Linked DNA regions of Sus scrofa: region 2 is linked to region 1. The links are chromatin contacts, called in public Hi-C maps. All regions are on one chromosome and are shown on one strand. Each heading gives the region's core, a stretch centred on a gene start, on an enhancer-like site or on the middle of the called end of the contact. The rest is flanking DNA. Distances are from core to core; before and after follow the strand shown.

Region 1 (4,976 bases), core at 176-2,675:
GCAGGTACTATTCTTGGAGATAGTGCTGTATATATGCGGTTTGCCATACTGTTTCTTTTCATATCCAAACTTAACATGAACTGATGGTGACTCAGGTGGGTGTGGCCCTTGCCCCTTAGGCAGACTCCATGGCAAGTGCCTTAAATCAGGGCAGGTGTCACTCCCAGAGCCTCTGAGGGTGCAGGCTGCTGGCCCAAGAGTGCAGGGTTGTAAATTAGGCTGCCTGTGGAGAACTGGTCTGGGGAGGAAGCTCTTCCGGCAAAGGGCAGTTTTACCTGTAGTTCAGACAGCCATGGTGGGCAACTAAACAGGCCTCATGTGTACCAGAATTTACCCAGAACTCATTTCTTCAGTATGAAGAACGACCAAACTTTATGTACAGAGAACTTTTTACAAAAGGCGCACCTTTTTTAGCTGTGGGGTCCACCCTCGTCTAACCCTTCTGGCTGCCTGACTATAAGTAGGGGCCATTTTGCTGGTGAAAAGCCTCTGCCATGATCCTACGTTTGATTGGACACTGACAAAATCAAAGTTTCGCAATATTTAGAGCTGCTGTAGCTATTAACAACACAAAATAGGATGAATCAGTAGTATGCTAGCTGTCTTTCAGGTTGGTGGCAGTCAGAACATGTGTAATATTCTCTACCTGGTCTGTAGCTGTAACTGTGATGTACAGGCAAAGCAAATATTAAAAAAAAAAAAAACTTACGGAAACAAATAATGCAATGATATTAGGATATACACTTTTGTATTTTTATTCTTATATAAGGTTATTTGCTGGCTATTGTTGGCCTCTAGTTCAGTCTGTGTTATTTAAAATCTAATATATGAATTATTTGGGTTGAATTCATGTTCGGGCCACGTTGTTGTATGTATTGATGTACAGCCTTGAATGTGAATAATTATTGTAAACTATATTTTACAACTTTTTTTCTGGCTTTATTATATAAATTTTCTATTTGGTCGATGATTTAATCATATCATAATTTAATGAATCTGTTTATTCTTTTTTTTCAAATATTTGTGCTTTAGGTGTAGTTACCGGATGATGAATTTTCCACGTATGCTCGGTAGCCTTGTAATAAAAAAGCATGTAGAATGTAGACGCTCACTGATGTAGCTTTCTTTGGCCGGGGCGCGGGTCGGGCGTCGCAGGGCGACCTGAATTCGGGGCCAGGAACAGGGTGTTCGGGCACAGCGCGCGCCCGGCGAAGACCGGCCAGCCCCTCTCAAGCGCGACGCCGGGCTCCACCGCCGCCTGCCCACAAGGGCGATGCCGGACCACGCCGCGCCGGACTTGGCCGGAAGGGGGCACGGCCGGCCGCTTTTCCGGACCGGAACTTCCGCCTCCCGCGTGACGCCGGGGTGGGCGCCTTACGAGGGCGGACCCGTGGGCGGGACAGAGCCCGGAGGACTGTATTAAAGGCCGGACGCTTCCGGCAGAGGGGAGCTGTGGCCGGGCTTGCTGGGATCATGGCGGAGAGTCACTGCGAGCTGCTGCCGCCGGCCCCGGGCGGCCTCGGGGCGGGGCTGGGGGGCAGCCTGTGCCGCCGCTGCAGCGCGGGGCTCGGCACCTTGGCCCAGCGCCCCGGCAACGTGTCCAAATGGGTCCGGCTCAACGTCGGCGGCACCTACTTCCTCACCACTCGGCAGACGCTGTGCCGGGATCCGAAATCCTTCCTGTACCGTTTGTGCCAGGCCGACCCCGACCTGGACTCGGACAAGGTGAGGGCCGCGCGGGCCAGCCAGGAGGATTCGGGCCGCCCCCGTCGGCGGCCCCACACACACCCCCTGACCCACTCTGAGAGAACCGCCCCGGCTCCGGGTCTCGCTGCCCCCTGCTCACCAGCCCGACCGGAGCCCCCGACTCCCTGTCCTGGGCCGAGGATGAACAGGATGGCGCCCTGGCTCCCACCGCCCTCCGAGAGCCCCAGCCACTCCCCCTCGGGGTGTCTGTCTCGCCCTCCTCTGCTCTTCCGCGGAGGAGGTTTCCCAGACCCCGGACTCTGCTGGGATCTACTTTCTTTTCTCTCCTAGGTTCTTTTGCCCCCGCCGGGAGCACCTTCTCTTCTCCGTCCCGGTGTACTGACTGGCTCTGGAATCCCGAATCCCCATGTTCCCCTCATTTTCTCACATTCCAGACGTTTTACTTAACGTTAGCGTGGGGTTTGATACTAGTGGCCTGCCTTTCTCAGTGACTTGCATTTAGGGAGTTGGCGCTCCATCGTTTTCAGCCACAACACGCACCCACACAACAGTCTCAAAAAGTGCCGTCCATAGAGTGATTTTCGAAGGGAATGTGGCTCATATTGAGGCGTGGCTCAGGGGTGTCAAGGAAGGGCCAGATAGGAAATCTTTTTCAATCTACTTTCTCATTAACCTAGTTTTCCTGCTGCTCTCTCAAAAGGATAGGAGTTTCTAGGTTGGTTTGCTGCTTGTGTTTCATCAGACTGTTGTGCAGGTGATAATAGAAGCTGTTTCGATTATTACTTAAAGAATTGTCTCGGCAGCTGTATGGCATCGAAACTCAAAAAAAGGCTGTGCTGGAAGAAGAGTTATTCCCTGTACGTATCCTAGGCGGTTCACAGGCCTTATCCTAACTTTCCTGCCTTTGGCTTGGGCCTACGTAATTGCCCTTGGCCTTGTGCCTTGCCAGCCCAGCATTTGCCAGGCATAGGCTTCCCAGAAAGAGTGTGATCCCTTGTCCAGATCCAGAAGCCCGACCGAGATCATCCTCAGAGTGGCCTGACCTTAGGATCGGGAAATGAGACCTCGAGTGACCACAGAACCACCAGTCCTGGGTAGAACTAGGGTTGAGATGCCAGCGCTCCTGCCGCCCACCCGCACCTCCCCCAAGCCTCAGCTGTGTCCACTGATCGTTTGACCAAGCTCCGCTCTCGGAGAACTGGCCTCCCAGAAAATGACAGGCATCTCCAGGATAGAAACAGGCTTTTGTTAGCTGTGATTTTCCTTTTATAGCGTGGCTGTATGTTTTACTGTTCTGTTTTTCTTTTTAAACAGTGGGTCTTAGTGGTCATTCCCTTGCATTTCTACTTGAGCGTTTTCCAGTTGTGCATATGGAGTCCGATTTTACATTGCTCTTGTTCACGGGGTTGTTTTGAGGCACTGGCTGTCAATGCACTAGACGGATTCAGAGTTTGCACAGTTCAGGCAATTCATCTCTTTATTTTACTGTCTCGAGACTATTTAAAAACAATTATCATGTACTGTATAGGAGTCCTTTGGGGCAAGTAATTAGTTAATCTCAGAATATATCGATATTATAGTTGCTCCCTTTCATCATCATCCACTTAACTACATTTGATTTACACATTATGAAATCACACTTCACAATGTGAAGGTAGTGCAGCAGATACAGCATCTGTCTCAGAATAGTTGCTGGAAGATAAGTTTTTAGCTTTAGCCACAGATGCGCATTTTCCGGAAGGCGTAAGGCTAATTCCCATTAGTCATGGTCATCAACCCATGAGCGAATGTGTAAGGGACCCCTTCTTAGGTTTTACCCCCTTCGTTTCTGATGAGAGAATGTCCCAGAGATTCACTTGTCGATAATTAAACCCTGAGTGAGGAATCTGGACGAGGGTGGAGGAGGGGAAGGGGTGTTTGGACGGGTGGGACACTAGTAATTAAGCGACTGGAAGAGAAACAGGATGTTGATTCACGGAGGAAAATGTCCAGGCCCTGACCTCGTAGTTAAGGTTAATGAACGCATACCTGGCAGGTATGCTGGGGCTGGAGGGCCTGGTGGAAGATTTTCTGCTGGGCCTTTGACTCAGGGTTGAGCACCTGGGCTTGCAGCCGAGTGCTTGGGTGAGGGGTTGGGTTGGATCTGAGGGGGAGGAGTTCCAAGAAACGGAAGCCCTGGAGTCTCTCGGCAACCTGCCGGGTTGGGAGTTCCCTGGGAGTGTGGCTGCAGCTTGCTCTTGCCGGGCAGAATGTCTGCTGGGGAGCTCAGCCGTGCAGCCGTGTAGGAGAGGTGGTCCCAGGACATTTATCTGAAGGAGCGCTTCCTTGAAGAGCCCGCAGACAGGTTGCTGGGGGCGGAGGTGCAGAGCTGGGCTGCACCTGGGACCCACTGGCCGCCAAGCCCCAAGCCTCTCGACCCTTGCCCTCTCGTCTCAAGTCCTGACTCTGGGCCCGTTGCTGCCCTGACCCCCTCGTTAGGGCTAGTCCGAGTGTGAAGAGTGTGAATTCTCACTTCTTCCCGGGTGCTTCCCCCGGCAGGGCTGCGTCTGCATTATTCACTTTGGCATCTGTTCCTCGGCCATCCTGGGTTGCTCCTCTCTCCCAGCACCCCCCCCCGGGGGGGGCAAGCCAGGTGTCGGGCTGCTTCCCGGAAGTGCTCGGTAAACACCTGGGCCACGTCTGTCTCTTTGTATCTGCAGCGCCTGGCCCCGGGCGTTGCTGAAGACAGGGCAGCGTGTGTTCAGAGCTGAATCCGTGCCTGCTTCAGTGTGGAGAGGCTTTGGACATTAAGGGCAAACAGGAAATACTACTGCTTGGGGGCTGGAAACCCCTCAGGTTAAAGGGGGCGGGGGCTGCGGTCTCCGGGGCTCGGCCAGGCCTGGAGAAAGCTGCGTTTCCAGGAGCTTTTACCCTCTTGACAGGCGGTTGTCCTGAATTCAGGGGCCAGAGGCTGTGGCCCCAGGCGGGTCTCTGAGCAGCGGGGCCATCAAGGTGCTTCTGTCCCATCCCTGTCCCCTGCAGCCCTCTGCGCTGCTCGCCCCATGTGCTTGGCGTCTGCTCGGCTTGGTGTCGGCTCGTGTTTCAGGATTAGTGAGAGTGAAAGGGGCGGGGGACTATCTTTTAAGCCGCTCGGCAGGAGAAGTGGGGGATTACTTAGAGTGAAATGGCAGCTTATGTTCTGTGGGGCTAAGTCAGGCCGGTCGGCTGCGTCCTGGCTGAGGCCGGGGTGGGGTCCCAGCACGTGGGCGCCTTTCCTCCTGCACTTGGGT
Region 2 (5,160 bases), core at 2,282-4,781, 530 kb before region 1:
ACACAGGAGAGGGGCTCCCCCATGGGACTCAGTCAGGGCCCCTGGCTGCTCTTGCCCAGCTTGCTGCCTCTTAACTGGGCTGTCTGGGGGCACCAAACAGACGAGCTGGTGTGCTGGACGTGGTGGCCACTCCTCAGGGGTCTCCAGCACTCTCGTGAAAGCCTACTCTGCCCCCCACAGACCCTGGCACTGGGCGATGACCAGACCCCTGTCGGATCCCGCTCCTCAGGGCCAACAAGGGCACTGCTCCCTCCAGCCCCTCTTTCTCTCTGGCCCCCACGCCCCGCCTTGGATCAAGAGCACACTAGCCACGAACCACTCCGATGCTGCTGGAGGAGCACGGGGTACAAGGAACGAACCACCAGGACTCTGCGCCCAGATCAGCAGCCCACAAGGGAACCCCAAAGCTGTCAAAAAGCATCCAGGCCCGACAGACTCCGCAGGGGAGCAACTTCCCTCCCCAGAGAAACCTGTGCTGGGGGCGGCCCTTGTCCCCAGCACCACCAGGCCCGGCAGGCTCCTTGCAGAGATCTGCTCTGATCCACCTGAGCGGTGTCTCCTCAGGCTAGGAGCACCCTCACTGTGGACTAGGCAACAGCTTAGGTGGGTGTCTGTCCCTCCTGAGCGATCTGGTGGGGCAGCCCAGGCTGGCACACCTGAGCCGGGCCAGAAAGTGGACCCAGGGTGGGCTCAGGAAAGGACCAGAAGCACAGAAGAGGCTTAAGGAAGGAAAGTGGCCGTGGGCACACAGGCTCAAGGCGTGGTCGTTTGAGGAGGGCGAGCAGGTTTGGAACCAGGGAGTGGGATGTGGCAGTGCCCACTGCCCCTCCTGGACAGGGTGGAACCAGGACTGGCCCCCCAGGTCAGCACAGACAACAGGACAGCAGTGCAGCCTGGTGTGGCCGGAGTCCCCGCCCCAGCAGAGAGCGAGGCGAGCAGCGAGACCGAGTGAATAGACAAGGATGAGGGCGTGGTAGCCTGGCCAGGGATGGGCAGGGATCCAAGCGGCATGGCCCAAGCCCCAGCCTCCCTGGTGATCACCCTTATAGGAGGGGATCAAGGATCCAAGGACAGAGGCACAGGTCAGGCCTAGATCCTAGATGATGGACGCGCAACGCTGCCTCCTGGGCAGGCACAGGGAGGCGCTAGGTCAGGCTGGAGGAATTAACAAGGGAGCTGGTGGTTCTCATTGTGGCTCAGCAGTAAAGAACCTGACTAGTATCCATGAGGTTGCAGGTTTGATCCCTGGCCTCCCTCAGTGGATTAAGGATCCGGTGTTGCCATGGGCTGTGGTGTAGGTCACAGACGAGGCTCAGACCCCAAGTTGCTGTGGTTGTGTAGGCCAGCAGCTGCAGCTCCGATTCAATCCCCAGCCTGGGAACTTCCATATGCTGTGGGTGTGGCACTAAAACAAAAACAAAAAAACACCAAGAAGGGAGCTGGCCAGTCCCAAAAGCATCTTGGTTCGCTCTCCTCCCATTTTTTTACAAAGACTCAGTCCCGTAACAGAGGCAAAGACGAGTCAGGGGTCAGGGGTTGCTGTGGGATTCCCAAGTGGACACAGGACACGGGAAGTATTCAGAGGACAGCGTAGGACTTTGCAAGGGACAAGGGGGATGGGGGATGGGGATGGGGGAGTTCCAAGTTCAAGAGTGGGAGGGAAGCAAGATGAATGGAGAAGAGCATCATCTCCCCAAACTTCCCAGGTCACCCTCTGGCTGCCGAGCAGTTCGGGGCAGGCCCAAGAGGAAGGCCAGGCTCAGCCAGGGCACCTGATGCCAAACCACCCCACAGCTGGTGCCAAACACCAGCTCATGCCCACGCCCCCTTGCCACAGAGAGCACTGGAAGGGCGTGGGACCCACATGGAATGAGAGAGGCCAGATGCTAGCCATGGTAGCCATGTATAGATGTGTGCTCACTTCCTGAGTGAGACCTGCAGTGCCCAGGGCCTGGCACTCTGCTCTGCCTGCCTGCCTGCCTGCCTGCCTGCCTGGAAGGAACCTCCAGGTGCTGGGAAACCTGGCCGGTCAAGGATTACATCACATCACCAAGACTGGCCAGCAAGGCAGGCTCTGGCGAAGCTGGGACGTGCCTTCTGACTAAGTCACAGATCGAAGGTTTCCCTGACTGCTCCAGCACCAAGAGCTCTCCCAGATCCGGGGCCGTCTCTGTCCACCCGACTGTAGACTGACGGCATCTCCAAGGGTCTTTCTTTTTTTGGCTAACACAAAGAATAGGCCCCCAGTGGGCCTTCAGCATCTCCTTGGCTCCATGACCATAAATGTCTCGTTAACAAAAGTGAAAAAACCACGTTTCTGCATCACTTCTAGGAAAAGGAAAGTCAGACTCCCTGGCACATGTCACCAGCCCAAGCTTTCCATGAAGAAACCAGGGGAATTTCACAACTCTGGAAGCAAACAGATCTCAAAGCACAGCGAAGCAAGGAGCTCCAGCTAGGTACTCGCAGCCAGCAGCTAGCAGCTGGCATTGTGGAGCAGAGCTCCGTGGTGCCCCCCACTTCCCCAGGGCTTCCAAGTCTTGACAGTCAGAAACTCCCTCCCCTCTACTCTGGAGCAGAGCCCCACCAGCTGGAACTGGCAAAGAGGAGAAACACTTGCTCACACTTTTACTCCCACCCCCCAGGTACCCTGAGGAGACCTCGGTGGTTCTGCTTTCCTTTCTGGTGGGCCGGTCTAAGTGCAACTGTCACTTAATAGAAGAAAAACGCCAGTCTCAGAGGAGTCTCCTGAGCATCACCCAAGGAGGCCCAGAGACACAGCTAGGCTGGAAATGCTCAGTTGGAGCCTCTGCTTCCAAGACAGACTGTCTCCGAAGGTGCTCACTTTCCCCGTAGCCTCCATGGGAACGGAGACCCCTGAGGAATAACCTCCCAAAGATGAGCAGGTCGAGGCGTGTCTGCTTGGATCATCCCTTCCTGTGGCCCGGCAGGAATTACCGAAGCGCAGGAAGAGAAGTCCCCAGGCTCTGTCTCTCCAGGGACATCTGCCTCTTCAAACCAGTTCGGCCACCTCCTGCCCCCCAGCCCCAGACCCCCCACAGTCGGCCCCAGGATCGGTACCCCGCCCCAGGTGGCCCTGCCAGGCCTCTCTTTTGGAAGCCGGCGCCACCAGGGCCGCAGCCGGACATCAGAAAGGCAAAGTCCCCTTCCGGCCGCCGGGTGCCACGCCGCCCCGCCCGGTCGCGCCCCCGCGCCCGCCTCGGTGCCCCGACGCGCGGCCCTGCCGGCGCGGCCCACCTGGCGCAGCTCCTCGCGGCACACGGCGCAGTAGCGTTGCTCGCACAGCACCCGCATCTTGGTGGAGCAGCGGTAGCACACCGGGTGGTCGCAGCGGCCCAGCGCAGTGGCCTCCAGGTCGCCGCAGCACAGCACGCAGCTCCCGCCACCCCGCTCGGGGCCCGCCGCCGCCGCCGCCTCCAGCGCCGCGCGCCGCCCCTCGGGGCCCGCCGCCGCCGCCGCCATGGTCCGGGATCCGGCCCCCTCCCGGCCGGCGCGGCGCGGCACGGCCAGACTCCCGGCGGGCCCACCCCTTCCGGGGCGACGTCACCGCCCCGCCCAGCAACGGCCCCGCCCGGCGGAAGTGCGCTCGCGACTTCCGCATCAGCGAGGTGCAGGCTAGAGCGGCGCTACCCGCACCGGCGCTCTAGCCGGAGCTGACAGCTCGGAGGTCGCCCGCAGCCCTGGCGTCCGGCCACAAGCATCGGGCTCCCCTTTGCTCGGACCCTCCCCTCCCGGAGCAGTGAATGTTTTAGTGTAAGTGTGTCCCAAATATCAATGGGTCATACTTATATTAAAATGTTGTTCGGGAGTTCCCGTCGTGGCGCAGTGGTTAATGAATCCGACTAGGAACCATGAGGTTGCGGGTTCGGTCCCTGCCTTTGCTCAGTGGGTTAACGATCCGGCGTTGCCGTGAGCTGTGGTGTAGGTTGCAGACGCGGCTCGGATCCTGAGTTGCTGTGGCTCTGGCGTAGGCCGGTGGCTGCAGCTCCGATTCAACCCCTAGCCTGGGAACCTCCATATGCCGCGGGAGCGGCCCAAGAAATAGCAACAACAACAACAAAAGACAAAAAGACAAAAAAAAAAAAAATGTTGTTCGTTGTTCAGCTGAAACAAATTTCATTGGGAGTGTTGTATTTTTACTTGCTAAATATTGCAACCTTATTAAGAACCCAAATGTCTCTCCAACCCAGATCTTTCTCTCGTATTTGGGACACGCATGCGCCCAGACACAAAGACAGTCCCCGTCAGAAAAGGCAATTCAGGAGTTCCCATCGTGGCGCGGTGGAAACGAATCCAGCTAGGACCCATGAGGTTGCGGGTTCGATCCCTGGCCTCGCTCAGTGGGTTAAGGATCTGACATCGCCATGAGCTGTGGTGTAGATCGTAGACGCGGCTAGGATCTGGCGTTGCTGTGGCTCTGGCAACATCCCAGCTGATTAGACCCCTAGCCTGGGAACTTCCATATGCCGTCCCGCTACAAAAGGCAGGTGGAGAACTTGTCCTCTTCATGGCTGGGCCCACCCAGCTGAGTAGGGTGGGAGGCTTGATGTGGAGCAACGTACAGGGCACGTTTGCTGAGGGGATGGTAGTCAGTTCCAGAGCTTCAGGTCTATGCAGCTTTTGGGGTGCCTCCTCGATACCCTCGGGGTCCAGGCACGCTCAGACGTCCCTTCTGCTCAGAGAGGCCAGTCCAGATCTGAACGCTTCTAGAAAAGAGACAGTGTGTTGTGACAGTGATGTGAGCTTGGACTTTAGAATCAGACGTGAGCTGCAAACCCAAGGTCTACTACTTATTTGCTGGCAACATCGATCAGCTCATTGACCCTTTAGCTTCCTCATTTGCAGAACAGGGATCATTGAACCAGTTAGCCTGGTGGATTGGCCGTATGCAGGTGCCATCTCACCCTCAGAAAACCCTGCAAAAGGACAGTAAGGGAAGCAAAGACTCTTTTTCCCTGAGCTCAAAGAGGAGGGGAGGGGAGAAGCAGCTAGAGAAAGACTTAAAATTGTGGAGTGAGTTGAAAAATGTGGAGGAGTTCCCACTGTGGCCTCTCATCAGTGCTGGGATGCAGGTTCAATCCCCTGTCCGGCACAGTGGGTCAGGGATCTGGTGTTGCCACAGCTGCCACATAGGCTGCA

The links. Hi-C and Micro-C count contacts between places; a contact is called where the count stands out from the background.
Region 2: a contact with region 1 is called in a Hi-C map of liver, with 8 times the contacts expected there. The contact joins the promoter of ZNF598 here to the promoter of KCTD5 in region 1. A contact is called at or near these places in 1 of 5 promoter capture datasets (liver) and 2 of 47 Hi-C or Micro-C datasets (both in liver).

What each region holds. Positions count from the first base shown.
Region 1 is chr3:39,426,057-39,431,032 of Sscrofa11.1, reverse strand. KCTD5 (BTB/POZ domain-containing protein KCTD5) reads left to right here and starts at 1,425. Exons shown (of 6, transcript XM_013987853.2): 1 at 1,425-1,725. The coding sequence starts at 1,474. It overlaps PDPK1 (3-phosphoinositide-dependent protein kinase 1), which reads left to right. Exons shown (of 14, transcript XM_021086751.1): 14 at 1-1,105.
Region 2 is chr3:39,961,267-39,966,426 of Sscrofa11.1, reverse strand. It overlaps ZNF598 (E3 ubiquitin-protein ligase ZNF598), which reads right to left and starts at 3,531. Exons shown (of 12, transcript XM_013987818.2): 1 at 3,259-3,531. The coding sequence starts at 3,483.